Regions from separate parts of the Mus musculus genome. Here region 1 is linked to region 2. A link is a contact called in public Hi-C data. All regions are on one chromosome and are shown on one strand. The core of a region is the stretch at or near the end of the contact, and the rest is flanking DNA. Distances in the headings are between cores, read along the strand shown.

What was found. A called contact is a pair of places that touch in the nucleus more often than the background predicts.
Region 1: a Hi-C map of the N1E-115 cell line shows a contact between it and region 2, with 3 times the contacts expected there. The contact joins two enhancer-like sites.

What each region holds. Positions count from the first base shown.
Region 1 is chr10:20,288,239-20,292,245 of GRCm38.p6, forward strand. No RefSeq gene overlaps it. Among named protein-coding and RNA genes, the nearest start is that of Gm48249, 3.6 kb to the left of the region's middle. Within about 2 kb of position 2,368, at least 66 of the 459 cell types and tissues checked have an H3K27ac peak or open chromatin away from gene starts, as enhancers often do. A contact at or near this core is called in the N1E-115 cell line, where this site is marked.
Region 2 is chr10:20,074,749-20,078,342 of GRCm38.p6, forward strand. Map3k5 (mitogen-activated protein kinase kinase kinase 5) reads left to right here. Exons shown (of 30, transcript NM_008580.4): 12 at 1,734-1,783. Among named protein-coding and RNA genes, the nearest start is that of Map7, 94 kb to the right of the region's middle. Within about 2 kb of position 2,108, at least 104 of the 459 cell types and tissues checked have an H3K27ac peak or open chromatin away from gene starts, as enhancers often do. A contact at or near this core is called in the N1E-115 cell line, where this site is marked.

The sequences.
Region 1 (4,007 bases), core at 1,118-3,617, 210 kb after region 2:
CATAAGTACACCGTAGCTGTCTTCAGTCACTCCAGAAGAGGGCATCAGATTTTGTTACGGATGATTGTGAGTCACCATGTGGTTGCTGGGATTTGAACTCGGGACCTTAGGAAGAGCAGTCGGAGCTCTTAACCACTGAGCCATCTCACCAGCCCGAATTTTCACCATTTTAAGGTAGGCTTTAGGAGAGTCAGTTACCATTTTTAAGTGAAACTACAGCTCAGAAATGCTAGGAACCTGGAGTGTCACAACAGACCCCAGCCAGAGCCAGCTTTAGAATCCATGTGTGGTAGGTACCCGGGATTACCAGTTTCCTTTGTCAGGGCCCTACAGACCTGCTCAGGTGTACTGGCCGGTTCTGTGTCAACTTGACAGAGCTAGAGTCAACAGAGATAAGGGAGCCTCATTGAGAAAATGACTCCGTAAGATTCAGCTGTTCAGCTTGTTCTTAATTAGTGATCAATGCGGAAGGGTCCAGCCCACTATGGAAGGTTTCATCTGTAGTAGCTTTGAAGGGAAAGGTTTCCCCTACAGAAGCGTTTCAGCTCTTCCAACAGGAGGAGGTTTACCAAGCAAAAGGTATTATAGCTCTCCTTGGAGAGGTATCCTGGCAGTAGGAAGCCAAGGAATGCCACAGTCATACCACACAACAAACCTCACACGAGAGATTTATTGGGAGGAAAAGACCAGAAGACTGCCAATACTGGGGATAGAAGCAACCAAGTACTGAGCAGAACTCAAGCTTTATATATGGCTTCTTGGGGTGGGGATGGGGTGGGTGGGGAGGCGGGGAGATTTCCAGGGTGAGAATTGGTGGGGTTTCAGTTCCTAGTCTTGAGCTCAGGGATTGGTGGGGTTTCCTGTTCAGGGATCAATGAGATGTGTGTGTGTGTGTGTGTGTGTGTGTGTGTGTGTGTGTGTGTGTGTGTATGCTCAGGGATGGGGTTTTTGTGCTCAGGGATTGGTGGGCTCTTGTTTCTTGGCCCTGGTCTTGGGATCAAGTCAGGGTCAAAGTGCCCCCCCACCCTTTGGCCCTTTTACCCTACTCCATCCCTAGGCTGGTGGTTCTGGATTCTACAGACAGCAGGCTGAACGGACCATGACTAGCAAACCAGTGAGCAGCACCCCCCACAGCCTCTGCATCAGCTTCCGCCTCCAGGATCCTGCCTTGTCTGAGTTCCTGTCCTGGCCTCCTTTGATGATGAACAGTGCTATGGAAACATAAGCCAAATAAACCCTTTCTTCCTCGAGTTGCTTCGGTCATGGTGAAATGTTCTTTAATTTCTCTCTCAGCTCACAGAACTTTAGTTTCCTGTATAGAAGGCTCATACCTTTTCTTAGATTGTTAGATCTTTGTTATTTCTTAGTATCATTATAAATGGGTTATATATATATATATATATATATATATATATATATATATACACAGCTGGGCATGGTGGAGGCTGCAAAATCAAAAGTTTGAGCTTATCCTTGGCCCACACAGTGAGTTTGATGCCAGTCTGAACTACACTGTTACAAATAAATGAAACCAGGGTTGGGCAGATGCTCAGTGGATAAAGCGCGAGCTTGCCTAGAGGAAGCTGCCTGGCTAGAACCGCAAGCTCCGGCCGGTTCAGTCTGGACCATTGCCTCGGTAAAAACAGTGGAGAATAGTAGAGGAAGATACTGACATCAGCTTTGGGTCTTTATGTGCATATGCATGCACATGCGTGGATGTGTAAACATAAGCATGCACACAGCACTGAAACGGGATTGCTTGTGCATGCGCACACGCGCGCGCACACACACACACACACACACACACTCAAAGCCGACAACCAGATTTTGTTTTCTGTGGGAATGGTGACACAGACCTGTAATCCAGCCTTCAGGAGGTTGAGACAGGAGTACCTAGAGTTTGCATCCCTTCTGGGCTACAGAGTAAGAACTTATCAAAACAAATAAAAAACAACACCAAATAGAACACCTGCAGTGTACATTATAGTAACTGGTTTCTGGTAAGCGGAAATATTGCTCTTTTTTCCTTGTAATTTATCTTATACAAAAAATCGTATTAAACTGCAGACATTGAGGGAGCAGAATGGGACCCTGGGTAGTTAACTATTTTTCTTTAAAAAATGAAATAAAAAAGAATGTAGTATTTTAGCCACCAGATATAATATTTTAAAATGATAAATGTTATTGTTTGTGTCAATATTAATTGCCAGTTATGAGAATGGCAATGGGATTTATTTTAAAAAAAACAAAACAAAAGAAAACAAAACAAAAAAACCTAATTGAACAGCACGGCTAAGTCCCTACATCTCCAGGAGGTGGCGGCAGTGAGCTACTAGGACGATAGTTCAGTCCGTTTTCAGCGGCTGAGTCTGGTCATCTTCATTCCCTGAATTAGCTTGCTACCCTTTCCGGTAGACACGATCCTCACTGAGGCTGCCCAGTATAAGGGCTTCTGCTCCCCTAATTTTGATCTAGCTGGGCTACAATGCTCAGAGAGGGTCCCCTCAATTTACCCAGAGGGGATCCTTAGCTTCCCACGACTGACAAAAGGATTCGTCTCAAACTCAACTCACCGCCTGTAATGTACGAGCAGACAGGCAGGTGCACACTGTCCAATTATCTTTGCCTCTTCTGCTGCTGTGGCTTAAATGTCAGCAGTTTCTCGGGGAGAGGAAGGCAGGATTAGGGTCGGACCTCCCTTCCTGTATTATGGGCAGTTGTTCACCTTCTCATAGACAAAGCCCTTGGTTCTTGTCCACCTGAGTTGGAAGGCAAGTTTCCTGACAGGCCCTGGGCCTTGTCTCAGGGTTTCCTCCCAGGAATCTCTGTGAATCGTCAGTGGAATTGCAGTAAATGTTAAAGCAAACAAACAAAAATTCCCTGTAAATGCTGGGAAGACCGGAGCCGCCTGTGGACACTGAGTGTTCTACCTCTATCATTTCGATTGCTTCAATCCCTCTTTTGTTTGTTAGTGTTTGTGACAGGGTCTGCGTATATACTCCTACATGGTCTAGAACTAACACTGTAGCCTAGGTTGGCCTCAACCCCCCCCCCCCAAGTTCTGAAGTTATAAACATGAGTTACCACATCCAGCTGATAACCCCTTTTGAGTGACCATAATAAGGGGATACATAAAGCTTAAAATATAAACCACATCAGGAAGATCTAAGCAACAACTTATGACAAATTGACATGTGTACAATGAAATACATAACTGTAGTAAATCACATAGGTTACTGTCCAAATGACTGCAGATGATATTCAAGATAAAAACGCTCTATGGGTTTGCCTGATCTCGGTTGAGGTTCCCTCCTCTCAGATGACACTAGCTAGTGTCAAGGTGACATTAAAAACTAACCAGGACACAGCAATCCTGGTAGACAGCACTGTGTGCTCAGAACAGTTTCATTTAATTTCTCCATTTAATTGTCTGTCAACTTAGAAGCCTCTTGATCCTACATGCATGGGACAATCTCTACGCTATCTATTCTGGTTGTGGAACTATTTGTCCATACTTAAATCATTAACACACTTAAATGTAACTTTAGTTCATAGTAAGACTCAATGCTGGCTGCAGGTGGGTGCCTATGAGTTTGAGACCAGCCTGGTCTACAGAGTGAGTTCCAGGGCAACCAGGACTGTTACACAGAGAAACCCTGTCTCGGAGAAGAAAGGGAAGGAAGGAAGGAAGGAAGGAAGGAAGGAAGGAAAAGGGAGGGAGGGAGGGAGGGAGAGAGAGTGAGAGGGAGAGAGAAGACCTAAGTGGAATGAGTCCACCCCATCCATTCTTCTTTGTTCAGGCTCTTCTAGGTTAACTACATTTTCAAACAAAAGTTAAAATCAACTTGAGAATTCTCTCTCTCTCTCTCTCTCTCTCTCTCTCTCTCTCTCCTTTAGAAGTGTGGTTTTGTTGTAGTAGGTGTGGCCCGAGTCACAGTGGAGGTGATCTTAAAAGCTCAAGTCTGGCCAGGGTGTTTCAGTCTCTCCTGCTGCCTGTGGATCAAGAT
Region 2 (3,594 bases), core at 858-3,357:
AAAGACTCCCAGGCAGGCTCTGGCATGGGTGTTAGTTGGTGATGGCGTGGGTGACAGTCTTGTCACTGTTGTCAGTCACAAGATGGAAGGCCACTCGCTGGTTTAGTAGATGAGCTTGAGACAATTTTCATTGCCTAGTGTAAGTTCAGAGTCATCCGCTGGGTCTTCGCTCTTACAGACAGAGTTCTGTTGATGGATAAGTTCGCTCCAATTGGCTGTCAGACTCCTAAATAAAGAACCATCTACTGGAGCCTTGTAAAGGGAGCCCATTGGATTTCAGCATCTGATCGGCAAGTTCAAAAAGAAACTGAATCCTGACGGTTCATTTTTATAGGACTCTCTAGGAAAGCTTTAAAAAAAAAAAAAAAAAACTTTGTTGATGTTCTGAATAAAGCTGATAGAAAACCGAATAAAACCCTAAACTGATGTTGATGGCAGAGTATCTGGCCGCCTTCTTCAGTCAGGGAGCAGGTGATTAAGGTGTTCACCTTGGAATTAGCTATTGCTAAGAGGAAGGACTGAAAGCCAGGGTACAGCGCATGGCCAGCTGAACTAGCACTCAGGCCCCACACCAAACCAGGTAGGAAGGCTAAGGTAAAAAGCTCACCTTGTACATATATGTCAGTCTGGGAGATGTAGGGAAAATGATTAAAGAACAATTATTTGATAATAATTAGGATATTTTAGTCATGGTTGAGAGATAAATTTTAAGTTTTTAAAACATGAATTCTATGAATCACTTGTGTCACATAATAATCAAATTTTTGTGTCCAAACATTATTAGCATAATAATTAAGTTTTGCATAAATTATGTAATAATTCCTTTGAGCTGTAATGGACAGTCTACATGCAGATACACTTTGACACACACACACATACACACACACACATATTAATTTATGAAAAATAAAAAGATACAGAGGTTTTGTTGAAATTTCTACCTAAAGTTAGTTCCAAGCTGGCTGTGGGGTGTACTTCTGGAATCCTAGCACTCAAGAAGCTGAGACCGAACAATGGCAAGTCCATGGCCAGCCTGGGCTATACAGATTGATTTTCTCTCTCAGAAAAGATATGCTAAGTCTGGGGAGATGACTTGGTCAGTAATGTGCTTCATAGAAGCGTGGAGACTGAGTTCCATTCTCAGAACCAGCACTTTAAAAGCCCAGGAGTGGAGTGTGCACCCACACTCCCAAACCTGGGGACATGGAAACAGCTGCCCGTGGGGCCTAAGAGCAAAGCTGCACCACACTGGAGAAATCAGGAGGGACAGGCGAGGTTGTCCCGAGGCCGCCACATGCATTTGCACGCATGTGCTTCCAAACCCTATACATGTGAACTCAAACACACAAGTGCAAGGAAGGTAGCAGGCAGCTGGCCCAAAGGAACATGAGCTTATTTGCTGGAGCCACTGAGCTACCGTAGCCTCTCAGCTACCCTGATCACCGGGTTGTTGCTTTGTTTCGTTCTGGTGTTTACTTAAAATTAAAGCACAGCAGTTACAACTAAAATTAAAGTTTAAATTTCATGACAGTAATTCTTGCAGGGTTTTTGAAAGCTGTTGTCTGGAAGTACAGGTGTTATTAAATAAACATCACCCTCGTGGGCTCAGTCAGATAATCGCCTCGTGAGGAGATATACATCAGGAAAACAACTTTGTTTTTAAAAAATAATAATATTAAATGATTTTATGATTTTTTTCCATTCATTGTTCCTCATCTTCTCCTGTGTTTCAGAAAGGTATACACGAGTGGAACTTCGGTGCTTCCTCTGTCAGGGGAGTGAGGTAAGGCTCCCTGGGCCATTTGGTGTACTTAGAAGACACGCTCCTGAGATATTCATAGCATATTTTATTAAATTAAATCATAATTTAAATTTGAAAAACATTTCAAGAACCGTTCTTTGTTATAAAGACTCAGCCTTCAGCCTCTCTCCCTGCTGCGAACGGTGCCTCACCATCATAGATCCTTGAGCTGACCCCATGCTTGTGACTCCGGGGTAAATGTGAACTGTGGCCTGGAGTCAGCATGTGGCTACAAGGGAGCCGTGTAGAGGTCTTCTCCCGCTGGCTGAGCTTTTAGTTAAGGCTGTAAGATGGCTTCCTGACCTTTGTGTTACCAGGATCTGTGGATCCAAGCTCTGCAGGACATCAACCAGGCTACACCCTGAACTCGAATTAATGATGACATACAAATAGGAAATTCATTAAATTTTCCCCCAAGGTTACTGTTGATGCAATTATGTTTGTGAGGTCACAGTGACAAGCCAGTTCAGTTCTAAAACTTTGTCATAATGCCAATGACTCAGAAAAAGAAAAAAAAAGTGCTCTCTCCTGGGGATTAGAAATAAGGTTATGGGTCAGAATCCAATGTCAGCAGTTAAGTGTTTGAAACTTTGTTGTCTAGAAGTCCGGGTCTCTAGACTCATTCAACATTCAGACCAAATTCTGTTTACTACTGTTTGTCCCCACCACCACCACCACCCCCCCCCCACCACCCCCATGGAAATGGGAGACAACAAACAGACTTCTGCAGGCGGGTTGTGCAATATCCTGTTGCTTTTGCAAGGACTGTAGTTGGTTTTGTTAGAGCATGAACTGGTAGAGTAGTGAGTCACAGATAATTTTAGTTTCCCCGGTAGAGCTACCTGTTACCTCATGAGTGATTGAATAGAAGCAAGCGAGATGAAGCGGCTGACTCATGTCTTTCCAATCAATACCTTCTCAAAGCTCTAAAAGCTTAATATTCAACTGCTAAAGCACTCGTCAGCAAGGTGCTCCTGACTTACTGCTGCCTTCTTCAACAGTCCTTCCACTATAGTTGCTCTGCATTTCCATTCCACCTCAACAGAGCTGTTTTACAATGAATTAGCCCTTGTTAATTAGGCCTGGCAGCCCATCCTTACCGTTCTCGTGACTCACGGCGTGTACATAGCATACCTCCTGCCATCTGGTGATTGCTGGTTCTGCTTTGTAACTTCAAAGACTGTCACCTTTACCTGGCTTCCTCCTCTATAAAGAAAGAGTGACAAACCGAGGAACAACCCAACCAGCTCTACAGTTTGCCTGGCATCACCCATGTACCCAGCTCAAGTCAGTGGCATTTATTGAGCACCACCTGTGTACCATATTGAGTCCTATTCTGCTAGAGATTTATAGGTGGCGAAGCTAGCAAGTCCTCTTGAATAATTTGCAGTCAGATGGGAAGGGGAACAACCAGTGATGGTGTGGTGTGAGGTGAGCAATGGCTTACTAGAAATGCATTTAGAGCCGAGAGCACAAAGCCTTTCTTCCTGGAGTAGAGATAGGGTAGCTAGGGTAGGGGAGGGCTCACCTGGCCTGAGATGATGATGACAGTCTTTTTTTAAATCTTGGAAAATAATAAAGTCTAGCCATGGTGACACACACCTGTAATCCTTGTACTCGGGAGGCCGGATCAAGAAAAACCTGAGTTCAGGGTCAGCCTGTGCTTTGTAGTGAGTGTGGGCTCACCCTAAGGCACACAGGAAGGCCATTTCTCAAAAACCAAATGAAGCTGCGTGTCCCCAAATGAAGAAAACCAAAGGTGACTGAATAAGGCTTGATAAGTTACGTTCATG